Linked DNA regions of Gossypium hirsutum: region 1 is linked to region 2. The links are chromatin contacts, called in public Hi-C maps. All regions are on one chromosome and are shown on one strand. The core of a region is the stretch at or near the end of the contact, and the rest is flanking DNA. Distances in the headings are between cores, read along the strand shown. Region 1 holds the start of LOC107954327. Region 2 holds the start of LOC107954331 (protein SMG7).

The links. A called contact is a pair of places that touch in the nucleus more often than the background predicts.
Region 1: a Hi-C map of hypocotyl shows a contact between it and region 2, with 1.9 times the contacts expected there. The contact joins the promoter of LOC107954327 here to the promoter of LOC107954331 in region 2. A contact is called at or near these places in 6 of 34 Hi-C or Micro-C datasets (anther, hypocotyl, leaf and 1 more).

What each region holds. Positions count from the first base shown.
Region 1 is chrD07:18,535,885-18,542,342 of Gossypium_hirsutum_v2.1, forward strand. LOC107954327 reads right to left here and starts at 4,553. Exons shown (of 2, transcript XM_016889860.2): 1 at 4,118-4,553; 2 at 3,331-4,025. The coding sequence starts at 4,246. The coding sequence ends at 3,795.
Region 2 is chrD07:18,392,571-18,399,241 of Gossypium_hirsutum_v2.1, forward strand. LOC107954331 (protein SMG7) reads left to right here and starts at 2,782. Exons shown (of 8, transcript XM_016889865.2): 1 at 2,782-2,977; 2 at 4,156-4,250; 3 at 4,325-4,930; 4 at 5,070-5,192; 5 at 5,950-6,182; 6 at 6,265-6,671. The coding sequence starts at 4,179.

The DNA.
Region 1 (6,458 bases), core at 3,303-5,802, 150 kb after region 2:
TGTTTACATTTGCTTTTATTTTACTTTAAATTATAAGATGGGTTTTGTTTTGTAATAAGGCCTTTAATTTGGGTTTTAAATTTTAATTGGGCTTTTGCTTACATATTTTATACTGCTAGTTAGGTGAAAACAAATTTTTAAAATACTCATTATTTTCAAAGACACGAACATTAACGTTAGAGTTTTCAAATGCTTCCGAGATTTAAATCAACTTAATATAATAATAGCAGTTAATAAGGCAAACATTTGGTTAAGTGTTCCGTTAAACATTACTAAAGAGGTTTCCAAACTTAAGAAACGAGTTTTATCAACAAGTCTAAATTTTGAGAGACATTTTAATGTGACACACCAGATACGGCCATAATGTTTAGGCCGGGTTTGGGGTGTTACAGTAAATATGAGTCATTTAATCACATCATTTATATAGTATCAACCATTATCAAGTCACGATATAATATCAGAAATCATGAACACATGCACAGGTCTTTAACAAGAAATTATAAGAAAATAACAGTTACATATCATAATTCAGTCATTTAACCATAAAAATTAAGCCCGATGAACAGTATAAACAGATACGGATACGCAGTTATCCATCCAAAACATGCCAGAAAGCTTATATGAGCTAAACCAACCGAGAACACACCTTGGCACCAAGTGCCTAGCCCATAGGATAACATTCCTCCAGAACACACCTCGGTACCAAGTGCCAAGCTCGAAGGCTTTACATCCACCCCCAGTAACATGCCAGAAAAACTGCAATATATCATGATGGACCGCAACAAATGCTAGACATTCGGTATATTCAGTGAACATGAGTAAATCAAGAATCATTATCTCATCTCAAGTTAAACTCGTACAACGCACAATATAACCTATTGGCATGCCAATTGTATCCTATCCTATGTTCATCCGGGCTCGATACACATTACCGTATGACAATTTATAATTCAGTTCATTTTCTTACCTTGAACCAATTTATTATAATTCAATTACATCTATATATCTATTAACATACCACAACTCAAAAATCAATATAATATTATAAATCATACCTAAGTAAACTATATAAACTTACCAGGGCTAAACTGCAAAGATAGTAAAATTCAGGGAGTATTTAACAACTTTTCCTTTTCCATGATTTTCCATCGATTCTTGATTTATACGATATTTTATTTCAATTATCAGCCCCAATTAATTTAAAAAAGAAATAATTTAAAGCATATAAATTCTTAGATAGCATTTTTACACAATTGCCTTGCACTTTTATATTTATTTAATTTAGTCCCTAATATCAAAACAAACTTATTTTCACAATTAACTCAAAAACCCAAATTGTTGAATTTTTAGCCATCTCTAAACAACCCTCAAATTTTTAACTTTCTTAAGAACACCTACCAATATTTACTTACTTTCAATTTAGTCTTTAAATTTAAAAACTATACAAAATCACTTAACAAAATAGTCTTAAAACATTTCTAAGCTTCCAAATCTTCCATTTAACATCGTGAACATCCAAAAATCATTAATATTTATTTTAACAAACTTTAATAGTTTTGAAAACGGAGATACGGGTTAGCTGGACCTAGTTGCAATGATCTCAAAAACATAAAAATCATTAAAAACGAGTGAGAAAATACATACCACACACACCAAAAAGACTTGGCCAAAAGTTCCCTAAGTTTAGTTATGGAGTTTTCAGTTTCTCCAAAAAGAAATAAAGAAGATGATAGTTGTTTTAATATTTTCTTAGTTTTTTATCTAATTACCAAAATGCCATTATTTCAACATAATTTTAATCTAAAATGCATATATCTACAGTCCACTATCTTGACTATGGCTAAATTGCCATAAGGATCCATTTAATTATACTTTTGCAACTTTTACGATTTAGTCATTTTTACTTAATTAACTATTTAAATGTTAAAATTACCTAACCAAATTTTAATACACCTATATAATCACTCCATAAAAATTTAATAAAAATATTTACAAGCTCGTTTTATAGAAATGAGGTCTCAAAATCTCATTTTCCAAAACCACTTGTCTTTAGAGATTAACCACTTGAACTTAACTAATAATTTCAAATAACAAAAATTATCAAGTCAATATTTATTATAATTTTATATTTGACTCGTAAATATTAAATAATAATATTTGTGGACTTACTCATCAAATTTGTGGTCCCGAAACCACTATTTTTTGACACCATTGAAAAATGAGATGTTACAAGGATGGATTAAATGCTTAGATGTGTTGTATTTTTGTGGTCTGGAGCAGTGGTATCGATATTTAGGTTATAAAAACGATACCTCTGTGGTATTTTTATGTGCAGGAATTTAATATTGTAATTTGATATCGATACCTTACCACGAGTATCGATACTCGGGGTAAAATAATTGATACTTTAATAAAGGTACCGATAAATTTTAGGGTTTGATTTTTAGACGAAAAGTAGAATGTTATTTTGGTATCGATTTTCCAATCGATATCAATACCATATAAAGGAAATATCAATACCCCAGTTCTAGTATCGATGCCTACGTAACTTGTTTTGGAATTTTGCTAAGTGGTTCTAATGCATGTTTAATTGATATTATAAGTTTGTTTGAAGTGTGTTTGGCACGTTTTAATGATGATTATTATATGCTTAACTTTGAAATTTGTAAGAACACTAATAAAGAGGATAATTGCCTATTAATGTGACATTTTATAATGTGTGTGATGCGAGATGGTGGTGTGATATCCTGATATTCAAGCTCGGCAACCGGACCGAGTATAGGGTGTTACATTTTATGGTATTAAAGCTTAGGTTATTTAACACTCAAACCTAAGTTTTTGATGTACTGATTGGGGTTTCGCAACCCATTGATTCAAAAACAAAAAATGTTTAAGTTACTTTGATTGCTTAAATTGTTGAAAATATCTCTGATTGAATTGCATATAGGTTAAGAATGGGAACACACTGCCTTAATCCTAATTTTTTCTTGTAAGAACGTCACTTGGATCATTTGCTTCGTCATTCATATCTTTGGTTTTGTTTGTGTATGTTAGATTAGATTTGATATGTCTCGTAGACATGTTAATGTGAATGTGAATTATTTGTAATATTCATAGAAATATTAATGTTGCCCATTTTAAATAGTTTTACCGTTGTCAACATTTAAAAAACCAATGGGGAGCTAGACGTGTTTTTATACACTTTATCTCTATATATGACATATTTACCTAATTTAGAAAAAAAAGGCTTAAAATACCAATAAAATAAATGGTATATAAGCCTAGTTTAGCCCAAAATCTGTTTATTTAAAATAAATTAAAAGAGAATGCTTCCAAAACTCAATATGCATCAATTTATAATATTAAAATTGAACAAATATTATCATATATAAAATCATTTGAACTTAATTTTTCATGATGACCGATGCTGAAGTTTTGTCTGATGACCAGATTGGTGACGAAATTGGCACCGATATCGTAACACCAAAAAAGTCTAGTTTAAGGAGGTGGGAGGGGATCCATCAGAATTCATGATGGTGGACTCAACCCCAGTGAGTGGAGTTTCTTGGAAAGAGAAGCTTTTGGAAGGGAAAGGTTCTGAATCTTGTAATGGGGTCACCGATGCGGATCTTGAAATTAAAGATGGCAATATTCTTCAATCATCCATCAATGGAATCCTCGTCATTGATTTCTTGGAAAGGTTAAGAAAGTTTTTGGTTAAGGATATGGAAACTACCGTTGTCATCAAATTGTTGGGACGCAACATTAGTTACGGAGTTTTGCATAATCACATTTCAAGCCTTTGGAGGCCCTCTAAACCTTTTCGCCTGATGGATGTCAAGAATGGTTATTACCTTGTTTGATTCCAAAGCAGGAAAGATTATAACTTGGCTCTGACTCAAAGCCCTTGGATAGTGTTTGTACACTATATCACCGTTTAGCCATGGACGGTTGATTTTGACCCGTTGAGACCCTTTCCTAGCGTGGTAATAGCCTGGATCCACTTCCTGGGTTTGCTGGGATTTCTGTATAAAAAATTAGATCTCAAAATCGATAGTGAATCAAGGGGACAGTTTGCAAGAATGGTTGTGTAGATAGATCTGGGAAAACCACTTACCTCGCAAGTCTTGATCAATGGCAGGGTGCAACAAGTGGAGTTTGAAGCCCTACCCACTATATGTTTTTCTTGTGGCAAATATGACCATCCAAAAAGTTCATGTTCTTCTTCTTTGACAGACCAAATCATACACGGTGGCAAGGAGGACTCACCTACAGTGATGAATAATGAAGTTGATCCGACGGCAATGAGAGACGCTTTCGGTCCATGGATGGTCGTCAAGCGCAAATCAAGGTGCAACCAGGCTGGAAAACAGAATCATCAGCCAAAATTTTTGGAAGAAAATCTGGTCGACTTTAGATTTGCAGCGTTAAATTCGCTTGACAAATAATCGATGGATTTGGGGGCTGAAAAATTGGGGTTTCAGGAGATTGGATTTAAGCAGGGATATTTTATCAAGAAAATAAAATCAAAAAGGTTTGGGTCAAGTTCTGGGTTGCCGGTTGAAGGTAATACAAGTAAGGGGATATTGGGTCAAGGTGTAACTATTGGGCCTGCTAAAAAGACCAGTGGACTAGCGTATTCGGGTGTTGAACAAAAATTGTTGGACTTGGGCCATGACCTGGCATGAGACAGGCTTGTTTTGGGGAAAGATACAAGGTCAAAATCAAATGGATTCCAATTAATTCTTGTAGCAAAACAGAATATGGAAATTTTAGGGAGCATAGAGCACACTGTCCAAATGGGTCCCGAAATTGTTTTTTAAAATAAACATTCATCTCTACATTTTAATCCTACATTCGAAGGTTATCTTGAATCGGTGGTGGATGTAAATCCTAAGTTTCTGGACTCCAATCAATATTCAGCTGTAATTTTCAAGGAATATTCAGAGTACAATTCGAAGGCAACTGTGGTAAATGAAGGATTAGGGGCCTTTAATAATTTAAATGTTTTGTTTAGAGGACATGGGTTAGATAACAAAAAAAAAGAGTGGGCGTAATGGAAGAATGTTAAATAAAACAATTCGTAGACGTGGGGGACATTTTAAAATTGTCGGATGTCCGCGGGTTTCGCTTTCAGACACCATGAATTCTATGGCAAAGCTTATAGGTGAACAAGTGGAAACTTTCACCAATAGGGCCACCGCTAATGATGTAACGCCCTGGAATTTACGCCTAGAAGTATTGGGCCTTCAGTAAGGGAACGGTGAGGAATCTGTGCACAAAAGTGTGTCTGCTTTAGTGGTTAAGGGTCCTGAGAAGAGTTGGAAAAGTTCTGGGTTCAAACATGGGCTTTAGCAAAAATTTTGGTTTTAAGAGGATAAAACTCTGGATGTTTAGATGTAGGCCTTTTAAATTATTGTGTTAAAAAAATGTCATAAGAAAGCATGTGGTTTAGTGGTTGTGGCGTCATTAAGGTTGTAAGGGAGCCTGGGTTCAAGTCATGGCTCTTGCAATTTATTTTGGTTTTTCTTTTAAAAGAACCTGGACTTTGGCCTTTAGACCTTTTAATTATTTGAAGATAAAATGTGTCACAAAAGAGCTTGTAGCAAGGAGGCAAATAGTGTGTTAAGCTATTGAGGATGGCTTGGGTTTGAATCTTATTGCAAGTAAAAAGGATAATTATATTGCTAGTATGAGGCGGCAAGAGTTTGAGGTGGTTTCGAACTCTGTAAGGTGAATTTTGAATTGGTCTTGGATGGAATTGTGGAGCAAATCAAGGAGGAGATTAGGGAGAAAATCAAGGAATTCAAATTAGGGAGAGTTGTAGCCGATTGGGGAAGCTTGTGTATGCAAATTTTGGATAGGAGTCTCTTTTGTGTGATTTTTAGCAATTTGAGAGCATTTTTGGGATATTGTTGTTGTGCCAGTTTCGAGTTTTTGGGTGTTGCGTCAACTAGTCTTGGTTTTCCTAAGTACTGAATTTTCCTGTTTTCCCCTCTTTTGTGATTTCGTGTCTAGCTTTGTGATCAAAATTGCTGTTATTTCCTCCATTTCTACATTTTCCAAATAGGTAACTTTCTTTTTGTCTCATTTTTCTTTCTCTGTCGAACACCATATTATGTTTTCTCTACTCTCCTAACAGTGCCACATGAACTTATCTTCTCTCTTCCCTCTATTCTTCTATTTTTTTTCAAAGCCGAACCTACTTACCATCTTCTTCTTCTCTGCTTCCCACTCTCCCCATCCCAACCTATTTCTTCAAGGCTCTTTTGTGTACTTTCAGTTACCATCCTTTCTCTATTGTGCTTGGCCGAATATACCTAAGTTTTTCTAACCGATTTCATCATCATCATTTTCGGGTGTTAAAATCTCGAGAAGAGAAAAGAAGATTCTCTAGTGTGTGTAGGCATTCCAAATCTTCCCTTCACCAACCGTTTGATCGTTGGGGTAAGTTGGTT
Region 2 (6,671 bases), core at 1,532-4,031:
ATCAAGCATTTCTCTTTAATAAAAGATAAGAACTCATTATTGGGAATTCAACACGTTGTGTCCTAACGTATTGGATGTGATGCATTGATTTCTCGAAATGAAGATTTTTTCTAAAAAATAATAAAGGAAATACTCCGAGTTTGGGATTTTGGAGGAATTGTGCCCTAACGTATTGGGCCGCGATTTCTTAAATCTTGAATAAATGGATATTCTTTTAAATTTTTATTACACGAGTATTCTGGCCTAATTCATTTTTTGAGGAAATTAGAATGTCGTGCCCTAACGCATTGGGTGTGGCATTTTCTTTCTCTGAAATGATAAGGGTCTTAATACGTAACGCTTAAGAGTTTTTGCTAAGGATTATATTTTTCAAATTTTCGACATTAAGACATTAATTAATTAACTAGGTACCAATTTTTGGGCGTAATGAGGGTGCTAATCCTTCCTCATACGTAACCGACTCCCAGACCCATTTTTCTAAAATTCGTAGACCAAAGTCGTTTTTAGGTGACCCAATCACACCTTAATAAAAGATTGGTGGCGACTCCCAATTTTCATTTTTCAAAGTTGACAACTAATTTTTATTTTTTTCCAAAAATAAAAAATGGTTTCGACACTCGCAATTGGTAAAGGTAAGTTAAATGAATTCCTTGAGTACTTACTAAAGATATCTTTGCTTAATACATTATTGTTTCTTGCACATATATTGAAAAAAGAGTTCGAGAAAATCAAGTTCATATTTTGGGATAACATCACCATTGCAAGGCTTGAAAAGTATGAAACTGTATTATATGTACTATTTTAACTTATTAATTGGTATGTATTTAGGAGTTTAAGTTATTTAAATTATGTTATATATACATTGGTTTCATGATACTTAAAAAGTTTTGAAAGTATGATTTGGTATTAAGATGAGTTTGATATGAGTGATGGTTGAATGAATGTATTGGTATTGAAGCATTAGTATGAATCATGAGTTTTAAGCATGTCTTGCTATTTATTTTAGTATGTTGTGTAATGGGATTGCATATATGGTAATCTCTTCATGAATGGATGGTTTTGACTTCTTCAAGTGTTTGCATTATTATGTCATTAGTTGGTCGAGTTTTAGTGTAGTTTGAGGCTTAAATTTTAATTCCTTGCACTTAGGTCTTGAGACATTTTAGTAGTTAAAATTTAACTTCAATGAGTCTAATGTCTCAAGACATAAATCCCATGCCTCAAGACATGCAAGTCAATAGCTAAATTTTAACGTCAACAGGATCAAGCTTCAAAACATAATTCCAGTGTCTCGAGGTGAGAGTAATGATACATACAAGTAAATCATAAGGTGCAATAGTTAACCTTCTTGTTCCAAAAATCAAGGTTCATGCATGTGATAGATCATTACTATTTATAATATGTATAAAAAATCATAACATGTTAGAGATTGTGTTGGACTTAAATAAAATTGTTTGGTATTTTTATCTAAGTTCAAAATTCAAAATAATTAATCAACAAAATTAAAAATAAATTGTAATCACCAAAAACTAAATAGGTTATAACTTGAAAATATTGTAAACACAAAAAAATTGACATCTATTAAAATAAGAAATAATATTTGATCAGGTATACAACTTTTATGCATTGTCAATAGTAAATAATAATATAATATATCATCATTGAGTAAAAAAAGTAGTAGAGGATTTATAAATAAATACCAATAACTTTATGGTTTAATATATCATTTGGTACTTAAGTTTGACACTTTTTTTTAGTGTGATACATGTGTTGTTTTTTTGTCCAACCTGGTATTTGTATTTGATAAAAGTTATATATTTTAATATCCAAAGGTAACATCGTTAACTTTTTAGTGTTTAATTCAGGTTTTAGAATTGATTTGATAAAAGTTAATTGCTAATATTGTTAGATTTGAATTTTTCATGATTTTATTAATAGAATAAATTTAGTATTAATTGTAAAATTATTTAATTTTATGTTTAATTTGTGTTTATGGCTTAATTTAGTGTTATGAAAGCTAGTTGTTAATATTATTAGTTAATTATAAATTTTCATCAAATCATCTATAAAATTCGGATTAAACGCTAAAAAGTTAACATTATTACATTTAGGTACCAAAATGTATAGCTTTTGTCAAATAAGTGAACCGCGTTAGACTTGAAAAGCACACATACCATATTAAAAAAAAGTACCAAACTCAAGTGCCAAATTATTTATCAAGTCTAACTTTATTTAAATATAATTAAATATTAATTAAAATTATTATATTTTTCTCGGATTTTGAATTTAAACTTCTACAGTTTAAAATATATATTAAATATTAAAATATTAAAATTTATATTAAATAAAGTTATTAATATTTATTTATAAATAATTCACTAACAATCAATAAAATATTTATCCATGATCTTAAGACCTTAAGGAATTATTATCCCTAAAATACTCTATTATTAATATGATTGTATTATATTAAATTTCATGTATTTTTTTGCATATTATATTATATTATATTAATATTTTTAATTTATTATAAATTTAAAATTAATATAATAAAAATTCATTTTTCAGAAAAAGATAAATTTAATATGTATAAACTTTTAACTCTTTTTCTATTTTAAAATTTGAAAATGTAAAAATTAATTATATATTTTATTTTTAATTTATTATTAAACAAATTCTTTAATAAATTTAGTTTTTACTAAAAACATTTAATTTTATTAGTTTATTTTTTTTAGAAAAGTTTAAAATATATGACGAATAACAACTACCTTTATTTTATTATTATTAACGACTTAACGTTCGTATATTGAAATTGAAATTCTTACACATCCCCTAATTAGACCAAAACTGAATCACCTTCCTTTCTCCATCTCCCAAAGCTAAACCAAACCCTAACCAATTCTTCATTATTTCTTTCTAATTCGTCGCTTTCCGATGATTTATTTCGAGGTTTATTTTCAGATCTGATCCACCTCAGGTTAGTTCCTTCTTTCTTTTCTGTTTAATGTTTTTAATTTAATTTAATTTTCTCTTGAATTTGCGGAATTGATTGATGTAATGCAATTGTTTGAATTATTTTGTTGTTATCTTCGGTTCAGATGATGTCTCCTTTCCCTTTTTCTTTATTTGTTTGGTTATGACATCAATATTCTTTTTGTGATTAATACATTTTATTATTTTCTTTTTCAGAAATAATTGAAAAGAAAGAAAAACCTGAATGTGTAAATGTAATACAATCTAAAGAACTATTTCTTTTCTTATCTTTCCTTTCTCTTTGATTTTTTAAAATAAAATTTTAGAGAAACTGGGCAAATATACGTCCGGAACATTTGAGATGATAAGAGAGGTGGGTGATTTTCCGTCGCTTTCTCGGTGACCAAGCGGGAATTTTATTGTTTGGAAGACTTTGCTTTTTGAGTTTCTTATTTCTCCTTTTAATAGTTACTTGATCCTTCTTAAAATAAAATCTCTGCAAATATTACTCTTCTTTATTCATTAATTTATGTACAAATGTTTCACTCTATTAATTCTTTGCAAAAAATTTAACAATGTCTGGGTTTGGTGTCTGTTGGAAGAAGCTTTGTTATTATATTTTTTAGAGGTTTGGCTATAATTTTCAAATATTGTTGAAGTGATCAAGAGATGATAAACAAAACATGGTTTTGGAAAGATTAAGTTTGTGGGTGTTTTGAGGCGAATGAAGCTGCCATTTGAGGGCTGAATACGCTTGGAAGGCTACATTCGAGGAAGCCATCCTGGATTAGAGATTTTAATCATGCCTTTTAGAGCATTGTTATGTTGAATGAGAGATCAGTCCAGAGTCTTTGATGATTTTGGCAATTGTGCTTCTAGTTATAGGTTTTTGAATTAACCGAGTGGTTTTATAAATATATCTTTTCATTTGAGATGGGTACTGCAATTGACTTCTGTTTGATATCTTGAGTGTTAGAAATTTGAACTATGATTGTCTGATAATCTGGCTATAAGGTTTCTTCTATTCTTATTTTGAGCTTGTTGCAGTTTAATTAATATAGAAATGATTCATTACTTCTATGATCACATTCTTTTCTACCAGTCCCTTAGTAATCGATTAACTTGGCTTAAGCCAGTCATAAATGGCCTTGTTTGTGTTGCTGATGGTGCGTGCATCTGCAGATTGGATTCATTTTGAGGAATGGATGATGATAGTGCAGATGGATAAAATGTCTTCTCCTTCATCCAGGGAGCGCACACAGCGTCTTTATGAGAAGGTTTCTTTTTTCTTTCCAAAATGAGGTCCCCTTTGAGTTTCTGATCCCAGAAGTTAATATTTTATACTTTTCAGAATATAGAGCTGGAAAATAACCGTCGGAGATCAGCTCAGGCACGAGTATCTTCAGACCCCAATGCCTGGCAGCAGATGCGCGAGAACTATGAGGCAATAATTCTTGAGGACCATGCTTTTTCTGAGCAGCACAGTATTGAATATGCATTGTGGCAGTTACATTACAAGCGGATTGAAGAGCTAAGAGCACATTATAGTGCTGTCCTAGCTTCTGCAGGATCAAATGCACCTCAAGGTGTGAAAGTTCCTCAACGACCTGACCGGCTTACAAAAATACGATTGCAGTTTAAGACATTCCTTTCTGAGGCAACAGGATTTTATCATGATCTGATTTTGAAAATCAGAGCAAAGTATGGACTTCCATTTGGGTACTTTTCTGATGATTCAGAAAGGCGAACTGTTATGGACAAAAATGGGAAGAAATCTGCTGACATTAAAAAGGGTTTGGTATCTTGTCACCGTTGTTTGATATACTTGGGAGACCTAGCACGGTACAAAGGATTATATGGAGATGGAGACTCTAAATCACGTGAGTTTGTTGCAGCTTCAAGTTACTATTTGCATGCTGCATCAATTTGGCAATCAAGTGGGAATCCACATCATCAGGTTTGCCCCCCCCTCCTCTCTCCCTGTTAATAGAGTATCCTTACTCTTATGCCCAGTAATCTCTTTTGCTCTTGCTGTGAATTTCTACTATTCAACAATATTCTGACTCTTTATGCTGGTAATTATCTCCTTATTTCAGCTAGCTATATTGGCATCCTATTCAGGAGATGAGCTTTTGGCTGTTTATCGATATTTTCGGAGTTTGGCCGTGGATAACCCCTTTTTAACTGCAAGGGATAACTTGATTGTAGCATTTGAAAAGGTTAAGTACAAATTTTAGTTCTTATTCTGACAAATGAGTTTGTTTATTCTCTTATTTCAGTTATCAACGTCTTTACCACGTGGTCATCGGGATATATTATTGTTAATAGGTTATAGCTAACTAGGACATCAAGTAGCTTGCTTCCTGTAACAGTTTGATGTGTGTGTTATCTTCCTATGTGTACTTGGTGGTTCTACATGTAGATAATTGCAAAACTTAAACCATCTTTGGTGATTTTCTGCAAAATTGTTGATTCTTATTATAACAGATGGCTACTATTCGGTCTAATGGGAAGAAATTTGTGATCCATCCTTTCTAGGTTTAGTAGTTAATTACTTAACTTATGAAGATAGAAATGGGGTATCGTGGACTGCTCATACAGAATATTTTCAAATCTTTTAACAGAAGAAATCATGTTATGTCTTGTCTTACATAAGCTATATGCATAGTTTTGCAGAAGCTACAGTATGACATAATGTTAAAACTGTTACCTTTTTTTTTCATTTGGAGTTTCTGGAGGACTTTTAACTGTTTGGTCAAAGACATTCTGAGTTCTTTGAGCTTGCAGCCAATTTTTGACATGGTAATCCAGCTTTTGGAATGTGCTACTTTTAGCTCATAAGAGAGTGATTTATCATTTATATTACTGTTACCAACTTGAAAACTGGGTTTGGGTGGGTTTATTATTTATATGCTAGTACTAGAACATGTATATGACTATGGAAATTGTATTGAATGGATGCATTTTTGTTTGCAGAACCGCCTTAACTTTTCACAACTTCCTGGTGATGTCAAGACTCCACTGGTCAAGGAGCATGGTCTGCGGTTATCAGGAAAAGGTAGGGTGAAAGTTGAAGCAAAACTTGCATCCAAAGATTCCAATATGGAATTAAGCACTGCTAAGGAGAAAGTATCCCGTGTCCAGGATGCTTTTAAGTTATTTTCCATTCGATTTGTGCGTCTAAATGGTATTCTTTTTACACGCACAAGGTATGTTTTCTCAAACTTATTATCTTTTGTTGTTGACCAAGTTTTCTAGGGTTGTGTCCTTACTGGAACGAACTTTGTGCAGCCTGGAGACTTTTGCAGATGTTCTTACTCTAGTGTCTCATGATTTATGTGAGCTTCTCTCTTCTGGGCCAGAAGAGGAGCCGAATTTTGGCACTGATGCTGCTGAGAATTCACTTCTCTTTGTTAGGCTGGTTTCCGTTCTCATATTTACAGTTCACAATCTAAAGAGGGAGAATGAAGGTCAAACGTATGCTGAGATTGTACAGCGTGCCGCTCTACTTCAAAATGCATTCACTGCCGTTTTTGAGTTGATGGGACATGTAGTAGAGAGATGTTCTCAGCTCCAGGATGTTTCTTCAAGCTACACTTTACCTGCTATTCTGGTTTTTGTTGAATGGCTAGCTTGCTGCCCGGATGTTGCAGCGGCTAGCTCTGCGGTGGATGAGAAACAGTCAATTACTAGATCAC